4 separate regions of the Mus musculus genome follow, and regions 2, 3 and 4 are each linked to region 1. Evidence: chromatin contacts called from public promoter capture Hi-C data. All regions are on one chromosome and are shown on one strand. The core of a region is the stretch at or near the end of the contact, and the rest is flanking DNA. Distances in the headings are between cores, read along the strand shown. Region 1 holds the start of Sptssa (serine palmitoyltransferase, small subunit A). Region 2 holds the start of Npas3 (neuronal PAS domain protein 3). Region 3 holds the start of 1700030L22Rik (a long non-coding RNA gene). Region 4 overlaps Npas3 (neuronal PAS domain protein 3).

What was found. Promoter capture Hi-C pulls out the DNA fragments that hold promoters and counts their contacts.
Region 2: a promoter capture Hi-C map of hippocampal neurons shows a contact between it and region 1, with 11 times the contacts expected there. The contact joins the promoter of Npas3 here to the promoter of Sptssa in region 1. A contact is called at or near these places in 3 of 39 promoter capture datasets (cranial neural crest, embryonic stem cells and hippocampal neurons), 5 of 115 datasets of contacts at active chromatin or transcription factors (astrocytes, embryonic forebrain, embryonic limb bud and 2 more) and 1 of 9 other capture datasets (pancreatic islet).
Region 3: a contact with region 1 is called in a promoter capture Hi-C map of hippocampal neurons, with 3 times the contacts expected there. The contact joins the promoter of 1700030L22Rik here to the promoter of Sptssa in region 1. A contact is called at or near these places in 2 of 39 promoter capture datasets (cranial neural crest and hippocampal neurons) and 1 of 115 datasets of contacts at active chromatin or transcription factors (astrocytes).
Region 4: a promoter capture Hi-C map of second pharyngeal arch cranial neural crest shows a contact between it and region 1, with 3 times the contacts expected there. The contact joins the enhancer-like site here to the promoter of Sptssa in region 1. A contact is called at or near these places in 6 of 39 promoter capture datasets (the 3T3-L1 cell line, the HPC-7 cell line, cranial neural crest and 3 more) and 2 of 115 datasets of contacts at active chromatin or transcription factors (the NIH/3T3 cell line and embryonic stem cells).

The regions. Positions count from the first base shown.
Region 1 is chr12:54,654,730-54,658,032 of GRCm38.p6, reverse strand. Sptssa (serine palmitoyltransferase, small subunit A) reads left to right here and starts at 1,461. Exons shown (of 2, transcript NM_134054.2): 1 at 1,461-1,661. The coding sequence starts at 1,550.
Region 2 is chr12:53,247,051-53,250,122 of GRCm38.p6, reverse strand. Npas3 (neuronal PAS domain protein 3) reads right to left here and starts at 1,691. Exons shown (of 12, transcript NM_001370962.1): 1 at 1,376-1,691. The coding sequence starts at 1,533.
Region 3 is chr12:53,315,678-53,318,685 of GRCm38.p6, reverse strand. 1700030L22Rik (a long non-coding RNA gene) reads left to right here and starts at 1,547. Exons shown (of 2, transcript XR_003950182.1): 1 at 1,547-3,008. The region is part of intron 1 of Npas3 (neuronal PAS domain protein 3); the gene reads right to left.
Region 4 is chr12:53,290,556-53,293,606 of GRCm38.p6, reverse strand. All of the region lies in intron 1 of Npas3 (neuronal PAS domain protein 3), which reads right to left. It overlaps Gm51419 (a long non-coding RNA gene), which reads right to left. Exons shown (of 2, transcript XR_003950183.1): 1 at 1-3,051. Among named protein-coding and RNA genes, the nearest start is that of 1700030L22Rik, 25 kb to the left of the region's middle. Within about 2 kb of position 1,371, at least 104 of the 459 cell types and tissues checked have an H3K27ac peak or open chromatin away from gene starts, as enhancers often do. A contact at or near this core is called in second pharyngeal arch cranial neural crest, where this site is marked.

The sequences.
Region 1 (3,303 bases), core at 212-2,711:
AGTCCAGGCTCGGTGTGGTTGGTGCATACCTGTAATCGTAGCTCGAAGGAGTCTGAGAAAGGTGAATTACTTTGAGATCGAGGCCAGCCTATACTACATAGTGAGGTCCTGTATATTGGTTAAGTTATTTTTGTTTTTGTTTTTCATTTCCACAAAAAACTAGAATCACTTGGGAAGAGGGAACCTTAGCTGAGGAACATGAGATTGGTCTATGGTGGGCGTGTCCTCCCTACTGTGGGCAGTGCCATTGCTAGGCAAGTGGGGTCTGGGCCGTTTAAGAAAGCAAGTTGAGCAAGCCAGAAAGAGCATGCTCCTAAGCAGTATTCCTCTGTGGTTTCTGCTTCAATCTCCTGCCTGGAGTTCCTGGCTTGGCTTCCCTCCGTGATGTTCTGTAACCTACAAGACGAAATAAAATAAAATAAAATGACTAGGCACCTTGTGAAAGCAGATCTCAAGTCTATTGTTGTTTGTAAGGTCTTTGCTCGTAAGGAGCATAAGGAATTTAAGTTAATACCTGTCAACCTGGAAAGGTTTTAAAGCTTAAAGCAGCAGGTTTGAAACTTTTAGACATGTGAGTTGCAGGCTACTTAATTATGTCATTTCACAAGCACACAGTGCATGGGCTTTAGAGGAGTGGAATACAGCCGGTACTGCTGCAGGTCATAGGAGTGAATCTTTAGGAGACAGATCACATGCTGACCTCAAGCTGTCTTTAGAACCCACTAGATCAAGTGCACTTCTCTTGATTGTGACCTACATGGTTGTTTTCTAAGTGTAGTCATAGAAATATTGGCAACTGTCTATGGCCAATTCTTTTGTCTTTAGGTTAGGGAATACTAGTGCGTGTGTGTGTGTGTGTGTTGTGTGTGTGTGTACTCGCGCGCGCATCCTAGATAGGTCTGTTTTCACGCATGTGCTCGGAGGAAGGGAAGAGCTGATGAACATATTACTTCTACAGTTTTCAACATCTTCTTGGCTGGGTGTCATTTGGCATCCACATTCTCTTTGACCCCCGCATTCCCTCTTGCACAAGGCACTGTTTATTTGCATGCCCGACTCTTTAGTAGCATTCTCACCCAGCCCTATCATCTCTTGGCCCAGAAGGGATTCATGAGGTAGGAGAGAGATTACATACACTGGTTTCTAAAGGAATCCTTCTGGGCTGGTCTGAAGGATCCGGCCTCTTAAGGGCACCATCTCGCATGGACACCAGTGGGGACTGAAGCCGGTCTTGCAACCGCCATGCGTGCGCGTGGAGATGCAGAACTAGCACTTAAACCCAGACCGTTTCCCAGGGCTGGGGAGCTCGCTCCGGGCGAGGCGCGGGGCGGGACAGGAGCACACGAAGTGGCCGCTTGGCCAATAAGCGCAAGCCAGGAGGAGCCGGCGGTGGCCGCTCGGGTGCGCGCGGGGTTGGGCGTACACGGTGACGCGCAGGCTCGGCAGGACCAATGGGCGCAGGGTGGTGGCGGGCGGGCCCCAAGGCCTGGGGCTTTAGGAGGTGAGCGGGCCGCGGGCCCGCCTGACGCTGCTACACCGCGGGAGGCGCATGGCGGGCATGGCGCTGGCGCGAGCATGGAAGCAGATGTCCTGGTTCTACTACCAGTACCTGCTGGTCACTGCGCTCTACATGCTGGAGCCCTGGGAGCGAACCGTGTTCAGTATCCTGTGTGTCCTGGCCTGGCTGGGGCGTGGAGGGGTGCGCGCGCCGGGTTGGAAGGGGGTGGGGGGGTGTCTTGGGGTCAAGGGAGGTGGAACCGCGGAGATCCGGGTCTTGTACGCAATTCCCCTGCCCAAGGTGGAGGCATCCTGATTTCTGCAAGCAGTCGGGAGGGCGACGTCTCCCCTGGTGCTTCCTTGTCCCGCTTCGGCCGCGCCTGCTTTTGATCCTTCAGTATTCTTTGAGGCAGGGTTGCTGCAAATCGCTCCGGGCTTGGGCGTCTTTAACCCTTAGCTATTCCTGATTTGGAGCGATAGAACTCTAACCAGTTCACCAGGTTGTGAGTACGTGGTCTTGACACTCCCACACAGTTTTGGAAAGCAGTTTGTAAGTTACTGAAAGGCCTTTTGGGCTTCAAAATGGCAGTTTTAAAAGTGTGTTATATTTATGACTTCTTTGCATCATAGGTACAAGCTGTGCCCAGAAAAGACTTTGCTGGGGTTTCAAACTGTGCTTTGTTGTTTAGTTTATCACCGGTTAAGAATTGTTGAGTGATGACTTTGCTGAGCACTTTGTGTGTATGTTATCTTGCCTAATTTTAACAGCTCCAGCGAATAGCTCAAGGTTGTGAAGCCTGATGTTTGTTTTCGCCCAATGTCTATGCCGCTATCCTCTGATTTCCGTGTCGACGAAATACTAGCAATTCATTCTTTTAACGCTCCACTTCTCCTTTCCTTAATATAAAAAGAATATACCACATCACATGCTTATTTCATCCGCTCAGCTTCTTGTGGTTTAGCTTTGTTAGGAACAACTTCACAAACGCGTTCCTAGGACTGAGGTAGAGCTTCTTTGCAAGCTTTTTCAAGGGTGCTGGTGTGGAAATAGCATGAGGTTATTTGGAGCTGACTCTTGAAAAATTTTAGCGTCTTGCAAGACTATTACTGTGAGCAATTATTTCCTAACCTAAAGTTTAATAACCAGAATGTATATTTGGGGCTCCGGATTAAGAAAGCCTGATTTTCCGAATCGTTTATTTGTAGCTTCAGTTTGCTCTTTGGATTTTGTAGGTCAGATAACATCTATATTTAAATTTATGCCTAATTGGAACTTTTCAATAGTAGCAGGTAATCTTTTGATTAATTCATTAATTAATTCAAAACACGGTTTCTCTGTGTACCCCTGGATGTCCTGGAACTCATTCTGTAGACCAGGCTGGGTAGCAGTTAATCTTGACTGATAATTATCTTACTACAATTAATGTTGACAAAGCCCCATTAAATAATAATAATGAAAGCCAGCTGTGATGGTTCATGACTGATTACCATGCTCAGAGAGCTGATTCAAGAGGAATGCTGGGAGTTCAAGGCTGCCTGAGGTACATAATACATAGCTACTACCAGGCAAGCCAGGGTTACATAGCAAAACTCAAAGGAAAAGGAAGCCAGGCAGGCAGGCAAAGAAACAGTGTTGGGGTGAAGTGAAACTCTTTAGGTTAGGGTAACAGTAGAACTCAGTTTAGACCTGTAAGCTTTGAAACATTTGTTGGCATGTGGATAAATGCTACAGTGGCAACAGTGTTAAGATTTCTCTGGCTATATTGTAATAGAAATACTGACCCGGGGCCAGATGGCAGTGGCTCA
Region 2 (3,072 bases), core at 442-2,941, 1.4 Mb after region 1:
AAGGTTCTTGTAATCGCTTGAGTAAAACATGACTAAAATAATTTAATAAAAAATATGTGTCTGACAAAGATTTGCCCCTTTAGAGTTATTTCCACGACTTCTTTTTAAAACTTTTGACAATAAGCAGAGCATGTAATGAAGTCTTCTACAGAATATTTGCAATTACATGAACTTGGAAAATACTGTGTTAGGCAAAATCTGGTCACTGGGCCATTGGTTAGAAGGCACAAAACATAGCAATGACAGATTACTGTAACCTTTGCAGTTTAAATACTATTGTTTCAAACCAAAGGCTCTCAAATCAATGAAGTTTCAAAGATGAGGTAAAATGGGAATTTGAATTATGCATTATGTATATTTTAAGTTAAATGCCATTGGCAAATCTCTCAGATGTTTAATCGTGTACAATCTGGGAAACACAAATATTTAATTTCACACTCTCATGTGCTTTTTTTTCTTCCATCTACCATAAAATTGAGCCTCATGAATAGAGAGTTTACCTTTTTGATTATATTGTTAGTTTTTCTCATAGCGATTTTGTGAATCCCATTTTCAATAAAATCTTAGAACATCGAAAGTTATCCTTAAAGGGAAAACTTTAGGGTTAGAAAGCTGTTGATGGTAAATTTCTCTTTATTTCCTTCCTCAATCAAAGGTTGCTCAGTGTTTTAATGACAATTATTTTGAATCTAGAGACTATCTTTAGAAAACTAAAAACAATTTCTATATTAAAACTTCCCTTTCACCACCAAGCCTAACTTTTGTAAAATTTGCTTCCTAACTTGGATCTCGGAATCCCATCCATTTGCATCATAATGCGTTTAAGATAGTTAACAGCGCCTAAGAGATTCGGATTTCACGTTGTATTCCCTGTAGTAACAGGTGACAGGATCTCACACTATTAGGTAGAAACGCAAGTCTATCTCTGCACATGAAAATCGTCTCTGTCCTATTTGGAAACAAATGATCAATCAGCCTCCGATGATCAATTGCTCCCCTGGCTGTCCGTCAGCGCGGATTCGCACCCGCGGAGGCATTGAGAACATTTTGCTGAAAGGGGGCAGGAAGCCCAAACTTTGCAAAAGCATCTCCTGCAGCGTCTCAGACTTGACTGGAACTCTCTGGCTACTCGGGGCTGAGGCTCAACGTTCGGGGCCTGGCAGAGGGCAAAGGATGACTTCACTTCGCCAGTGCACTAGAGTGCTTTTCAATTCGGATTGTGTATCCCCCCCCCCCTCCTTCTATAGCACAGGGGCAGGCAAAGTAAGCCCTGACGAGGTGCATGTGTGTTGTAAGGCACAAAACAAGAGCAAAGTGAGTCCCACCCCAGTACCCGAGACGGGGGCACTATCCCAGCTCGGACGGGACTACTCACCGCTGCTGGTAGGAGGTGATGCCCTGGACGTTCTGCGGGGTGCCGTTGGCCGCGGCGCCGGCCCTCCCCATGCCCGCACCGGCCGGTACCCCAGCGGCTGCCCCGCCGGCCGCCGCGGCCGTCACCTGCACGCTGAAATCCGGAAAGATTCGGATCATCGCCGCGGCTTGGAGCCCCAGGCGCGGCTGCTCTGGGCTCGGGCTGGCGGGGGCTCGGGCTCGGGTTCGGGCGGCGGCGGCAGCAGCGGCGCGAGCGGCGGCAGCAGCGGAGCCAGGCACCAGCCTGCAATCCCATTAGTGAGCCGCGGCCACTGTGCGCGGCGGAGAGGCGCTTTGATGTGCGCGCAGCGGGCTGAGGTGGGGGGGGGTGGCGAGGAGGAGGTGCGGGGGGTGTGCGAGGGACTTGCAAACAGCAAAACGTGTCAGGGTGGGGCCTTTTCTCCCTTTTGGGGGGCACTGTTGCTCCCCCCTCTTTCCAGGATGTTGCTTTCACTGGCTGCTCCAGCAGCGCCGCGCGAGCCCAGCTGAGAGGAGGAGGGGGTGAAGGAGGAAGGATGCACCGGGAGGCTTGGCGAGCGCTTGGCCGGTGCAAGGGAATAACGAGCAGTGGAGGGTGCGTTTTCCCTCCCTCTTCTACACACACACACACACACACACACACACACACACACACACACACCGCGCACTTCCGACCCAAAGTGCAAGATTGTGGTGCGCTCTTTCTCCTCCTTTCTCTGGAGAAATAACCACCATCCGGGCTGGCTTCAGCCTTCCGAGGCTGCCAGAAACCAGGATCCCAGCCCGCGGGTGTAGGAATGGGGCGTCAGAGCCTCCCGTTTCAGCCTGGACCCCTCTTTGACACTATTCTCCACATTAAGCAGAGCGAATGTGACCAAGCGCAAGTTGGGTTCCTGGAGAACTTGATAGTTATCTAGGAGAGGTGGTTTGCAAAGGCGACGGAGTGCGGGGCGGGGGGTTGGCGCTTTTGTACAATGGAGAGTTTGGGTCGCTTAAAAGAAAGGGCTCTTCCCGCTCCTGGTGAGCGGAAGAGTTGGTCTTGGGAAACTTGTGAGGTGGGGTCTCAGCTAGATCTTAGTTTGCGCTATGATCCATCTCTTAACGCCCCCCTTTGACCGAGGAAACGAATAAATTAGTAGCCACAATTGAAAAGAACTCTGCGAATTCCAAACACCAAGGAAACAAAAAGAGAAAACACGTGCATTTATTTCCTCGCGCCTTCCTGTTACTTCACATTGTGACGCCTGCCTTTCATTAGGGGGTGAAGAGAGATCCTTACAGTTTGGATGCGCCTTTTTAGTGAGACTTGCACTGGGTTTCACTGAGCTAGGGTTGGGGGAGTGGGAGTTGATTGTTTCCCTCCATCCCTCCCCAGGACCCGGGTTGCCCACTTTTCCCCCTGTCTTCTGGCTGGTGAGCAGGAGCAGAGATGCGAGAAGCAGGCGGATGCAGCCCTTGAGGGACACAGAGCTCTGCTAATGTCCCACACTCAAAGCCCCTGCCCAGCTTAGCGGCTGCTGCTGCTGCTGCTGCTACTCCTGCAACTGCTGCTGCTACTGCTGCGGCTGGGTGGTGGTGGGGAGTGGTGGTTTCCCATTCTGGTACCCTCTTCCCATCTGGCACTCAGGGCCTGGGCACTGCAGCTGAAGGGCTAGGGCAGTCGCTGTACCCTCCAAACAA
Region 3 (3,008 bases), core at 298-2,797, 1.3 Mb after region 1:
CACTATGACTGCCTGCACATCATTACTGAAGCCTCACACACCTGTGGACCATCTTCACTCGATCAGTCTTTCACTTACTAGTTCATTACTCATTTATTATACAAATATACAGTCAGCTGAATGCCAGGCCAACCGCTTTAAAGTCAAGTCACAGCATCACGTTCCTGTCTTTAGACTATCTATTGTGGACCGCAGCTATTGGTTTATTGGTTCTGCATTGGAGAACCTAAAACATCTTGCCAGTTAGGATTTCAAGACAGTGGCGCCTACGGGACCAGTGAGATGGCTCTGTGGGTAAAGGCACTTGTCACCAGGCCTGAGAACCTGAGTTTGACCCCCAAAATCCACATAATGGGAGGAGAGATTCAATGCTCAAGAGTGCAAACACACATACACACACTCACACACACACACACTAAATAAATAAATACTAAATAAATAGAATTTAAGATAATAAATTATTTTAATAAATAAAATATTTAAATATGCTTCTATCCTCAAGTAGCCAATCTAGCTGTATATAGCTTCCACCTGACCAACAAATTCTGCCCTTATTTAGAAGAACATTGAGGACAGCCAAGTGTTCCACTGTTTCCTCAATCATCTGAGAGATTATTCTGAAGACAAGTCATACATTCTTCGGATTCTTGGCAGGCTATCTTCAAAGGAAAACCTGCAGTGTTCTGAGGTCTCCCTAGGCAAAGATGCAGAAGCAGAGTAGCTAAGCCTCCACCGCCTCCTCAGTTCCCACTGTGGCTCCAACTATGTCTGCCGAGTTACTCCTTCCACAGCAAAATACTTTCTACCTGTATGTTTATTTTATATTTATAAATATTTCTTAAGTACCATTTCCATATTCAAAAGAATGATGTTTAATGTTGAAAGACATGAAAGTACAGATCAGAAAGATTTTTTTAAAAATTCAAATTTGGACTACCTAGAAAAACCTCTTTAACATTCTTAATATGTTTTTCCTGGATATATGTAGATGCACATTTGAATTTACAAATATGTGTCTGTGTATATGTTTATACCCTATAAGTGTGTGTGTGTGTGTGTGTGTGTGTGTGTGTGTGTGTGTACACATAACATGTTGACCTATGAGCTATGTGGTGAATGCTCATGGTGTTTTTAAATTGAATCACAGTTTCTTTCTGAGAGAAGAGCAAATCCCTTACTGTAAGTACTTCTAACCAGTCCTTGAGCCAAGAATTGCTCATAATCCTCTGCCACAATCCAGTTTTCTGATTAAAACCTCTACTTTATACTCTGATTTCCAAAGAACTGTTAAAACCTATATCCACCCTTCTTTTTATTGGTCAAATATTAGTTTATGTTTTACTTATTTTCATCTTCTTTTTACTGGCTGTAATTCCCACTGTAAAGCCATCTTTGCTTTAGCATTGAATCTTCAGTCAACCTCCTTCTTCCCAGTACCCCAAACTAGAAAAACAGATGAAGACATTATATGCGATGCTTCACCTTGCAAGAGTCTGAATTTCAGAAATACAATCCAGGACTTTTCTCACCATCTTCCTTCTGAATTTATCAACAAGCAGGTACAGAGGTTTCACAGAGCAACGCTGAAATCTCTGCCTTCAGGATGTGTGTGCTTCTCACAACTACTCTGATCAACTCACTGTTTCCTTCCCTGTCTATTAGAGACCACTGCAGGTCTGGATTACAAGCTCCCCTGAGACACTCAGCACTTGTGAGGACTCCTTAGTGTCAACAAACACAGTGGGGGCGGGGGGAGACACCAGCCTGTGCTGCAGGGAGCAGCCCAGACTGCTGCACCACTCTACTGGGCAGAGGTGCCCCTTTATATAGAAAATCAAAAGCCTGTATTCACCAACCTCTGGAGGGTCACTGGTAATTGCCTGCTACTGCTCTATTATTCTTTGAATACTGGTTTCATAATTTTCTCTGTTCAAAAATCATGTGTTTTATTGGCATATAATATTGGTATATACATTCTGATCAGAATAATTAGAAACAATGCAGTGCTTTGTGTGTGTTTGTGTGTGTGTGTGTGTGTGTGTGTGTGTGTGTGTACAGATGTTTGGTGATCAACTTTGAAAAAAACAGACAAAATAATTTTGAATGAAAATAAAATGGAGTAGCTTCTCAATAAATATGAACCAGTTACCATAGAGATAGATAGATAGATAGATAGATAGATAGATAGATAGATAAACATTAAAATGAACCTAATATAGGATATACAAAATTATCCAAATAATAAAAAAATGAAAGTTATTTTCAAAAACACCCAAAAAACAAAACACCAAAATCTAGGAGTAAGTGTCATAACTCAAGAGGTTAAAATAGGAAAATTGTTTCACAGTTGAACAGGTTTAGTTATTTACAAAGAACAAGCCTGACATACTATTATTCCTATACATTAAGCTTTTGGCCTATATGGTTGAATAATATCCTATGTGGAGTTATAGAGATGATAATGGTGACTTTTCACACCAGTTTGTGATCATCATTTTAAGATTAGGTCCAAAGAAAATTAGATCCAATGAATGGTATCTAAATTTTTATTATAATTTGAGTGGATATTTTTAATTGGCAACACTAATTATACACACATACATCTCTCTATAGCTATGTTTTTATATTGGCACAAAAAACACAATATTATAGAAACATAAACTCTATTCTCTCATATGTTGCCTGTATCTCCATCATAATGTGCATCTCATTATCTTGCCCTAAATGACATAACAGTGCGCATTTTAATATTAACTCAAAGACATTTCTATCTCTTTGCCTATCCTAAACGAGACTGTGACTTTTTTTAATACATGCTTTTTAACTGGCATCTGTCTCCCAGAGGACGGGAAGATAACACGACTAGTCCTGCAGGGAAGCTTCAGGTGATCTTTCTTGAGACTCCTCTTCACCAGTTGTACGTATAGAAAAAACCTTGAAACTGGTTTTATTTACAGTTTGAGCTTATTGTGACAGTTTCAGGCTGTTGTCGCCTTGGAAACAGGATG
Region 4 (3,051 bases), core at 122-2,621, 1.4 Mb after region 1:
TGTTTATGTGCTCTCCAAATACAGGAAATGATATGGAATGTTCCAAATTAAGTCCTGGTAAGACCTAACAATAATAAAGAGTAATTAAAATTATTTTATGTATTCTCACTGAATATGAGTTATATAAGTCCACAAAATTTAACTCAAAAAACAAATCAAAAATTTAGTATTCAAATTTACATCTGTAACATCTATAATTTTTTCAAAATTTAAAATTCTATGCTAGCCTACTGTGGTTACAGCCATCAATTTTTATCATATGTCTTATACAGACCACAGTACATTTTTCTGTTTCGGGGGAGGGGAGTAGGAAGTCTGTAATATTAACGTAAAAAAAAATTCTCATTTTGGCATGCCTCTAACAAGAGCTCCTGTAACAGTCTGTCTGAACTCAGCCCCTACACTCAGGGATCCTCCGGAATTTTTAAATCCACCCTGGAAAATGTAACATTTTGTTAAGCAGCTGATGCTATACACACGCTGGGCCAGGCCGAGCATTCCTTCGTCCTGATGTCATGGGCCAGCGTTTGTCTCAGAAGACATCTTTTGTAATTTCAACCAAAAGGCAAAAGAAACCAGAGCTGTGAACAGACAGAGGGAGCGAGGAGGAAAGCTACTTAGAACAATTCCCTCAAAAGCATTCTGACACAAACCTGTCTATTTTTAAGTCACTCAACATGCACCCTCGAACATAAAGCCTTCCGACTTTTATGAAGTATTGTGTGTATTTTCAGACTGTTGGTTTTTAAAATATCCCTGCTTTATGGTAATGTGTCACAGGGAAGTTAGCTATAGTTTCATGAAAGACGTTTTCATTCCTGACTGGCATCTTCTCAATAGCTGGGGCCCAGGCACACCGCTCTCTTCCCGGCAAGGCCCTCTGGGCTGAGAACAGTGCGGCATTCATAACTTACTCTCGGCCCTGCGGGGCAGTGCACAGAAAAGCTTCTCTAGCCTAATGGGTTACATCACTGCAAAGTCTTCCACTTGGCCTAGGTGAAAAACATGAATGCATGCCCCATTCATTTCTCCACCTTAAAAAAAAAATCGAGTAAAATCATATCCACTCTGGAGGGGAGACCTGCATTCCCACAGGCCGGCTGGAAAAAAATGTCCGACCCTGCCCTCAATCCTCGGCAGTGCCACCACAAACTTGGTGAGCCCACGACTCAGTAGCCCCCTCAAGATGATAGTTCCAACCTGGGCCCCCACCAAATAATATTTCAAAATCATGTATGAATTGATTATTGTTAGTATCACCTTTAGATGGAGGTCACATTTTAAAAATATACTGACATGCAGTCATGGAAACAAAACCCTCCCTCTCCACTGACCTCAGCACCATAAACCAGTGCAAACAGACGGCTCCCCGGGTCCTGGCTCCACAGCTTCCTGATGGTCAGAACAAATCAGCCCCGTCCAACGCTTTTCTGAACATGCCAAATATCTGTGATTCCTTGCAAGGTAGGCACCCGGTAGTCTAGCCAAAATATTTTCTATTGAACAGAACACATTCCCCTTTCTCCTTATTAGCATATGCGTTTCTCAGCGGAACCCGGGTTAAGACTTCTGAACATTCCTACCTTTTTCCTAAAACATAAGCTTAAGTGTGGGCACATTTGTGGGGAGGAAAGCCCGTGGCTCTTATGCTCCCTGCAAATCATACAAACGCAAGTGAGCGATGTCAACTCAGAGCCCCCTGCTCGTGTCTCTGAAAGTGAGGTCCCCAAACTACCGCTACACAGTGGCAATCTGAAAGGGCGTGGCATTCCACAGAGTTCAGAATCCCCGGTGAATTCCATGTCCACTCAGGTATCTGTGAGAATGCCCACTCTATGCCCTCTCTGAATGACAGGTTAACTCACGTCAATCATGAAGCACTGTGGACTTTCTGACTGATGCCTCACTCACAGCCATCTGCCCTTGATCACGACCGTCCACCTTCTCTCACCAGCCATGCTGTGACAGAACCGTAAAGCTTCTCCTAGATCCTTCCCATGCATTATGGAGACTCAGCTGCTGACATCCAGGCCCCGACTCTAAGACCTGAGCATCCTTGTGAAACACACGTAGGCTGACTGCTTGTCCTCCTGTGAGCCCTTGAGACCGATCTCAGCCTCTGATTTCTTTCCTCTTCCATGGCATGCCCTCTCTTGGGAGTTTAGTTCCATTTCATTTGTTCAATAAATACAATCTTTCATGGACATATGTAGAAACAAGCAAATAAACGTGGAAAAAAAAAAAAAAAACCCAAAAACTTCCTCAGAAAGCCTCCACCGAAAATTCCAAAAGAAAGTCAAGTCTAAAAGAAGCTAAAAGTCTAACAGAAGTTTTTGTTTTCTAGACAAAACGTGTCTCTTTGGCATTAGACAAATGCTGCAGGAAACACTGGGGGTTATGATTTGCGTAGGAACAGCTAACACGGCAGGCAAGGCGAATCCTCCTAAGCAGTCCCTGGCTGTGGTGCTTGTGTTGTGTGGATGTCTGTCCTGCAGGTTACCGACTAGAAAGCAAAGCCCAACAGATTCTACAGCGCACTGGAGCATCTACTCAAACATGGCCTAAATTCCACGAACGTAAGACAGAGGTCATGGAGAGCTCTATTGTCAAGCCCACCACTAAGATGTGCCTTCCTCCTCACCAGCGTGTCCTTAGGTGACGATAAGCAGGCCTTGCTAAGACAGGATATTTAGACATGCCAGGACATATGGCCCCCATAAATTTTTAGCGATAATCATTATCATAATTTAAAGAACCCCCATTAAAAGGAAATCGACATAAATTGGTCCTCAAATTATTTACATCCTTCTGCACACTATACTCTGGACTTGAGGGGTTGACATCCAATCAGAGAAATCCCTCGATGCAGCCATTTTTAGGAATCGGATCCTGAGCTTCAGAACTTCTGAATGACTAAGCCAGAGCTGCAGACTCAGAGGTCATCCTTCCACAAAGTCTTTTAGGAGACAGTGGGGGGAAAAAAAATCACAGAATATTCACATGACTGAGGATAATTAATGTCAACTATTTCCACCCTATGAAAGAAAATGG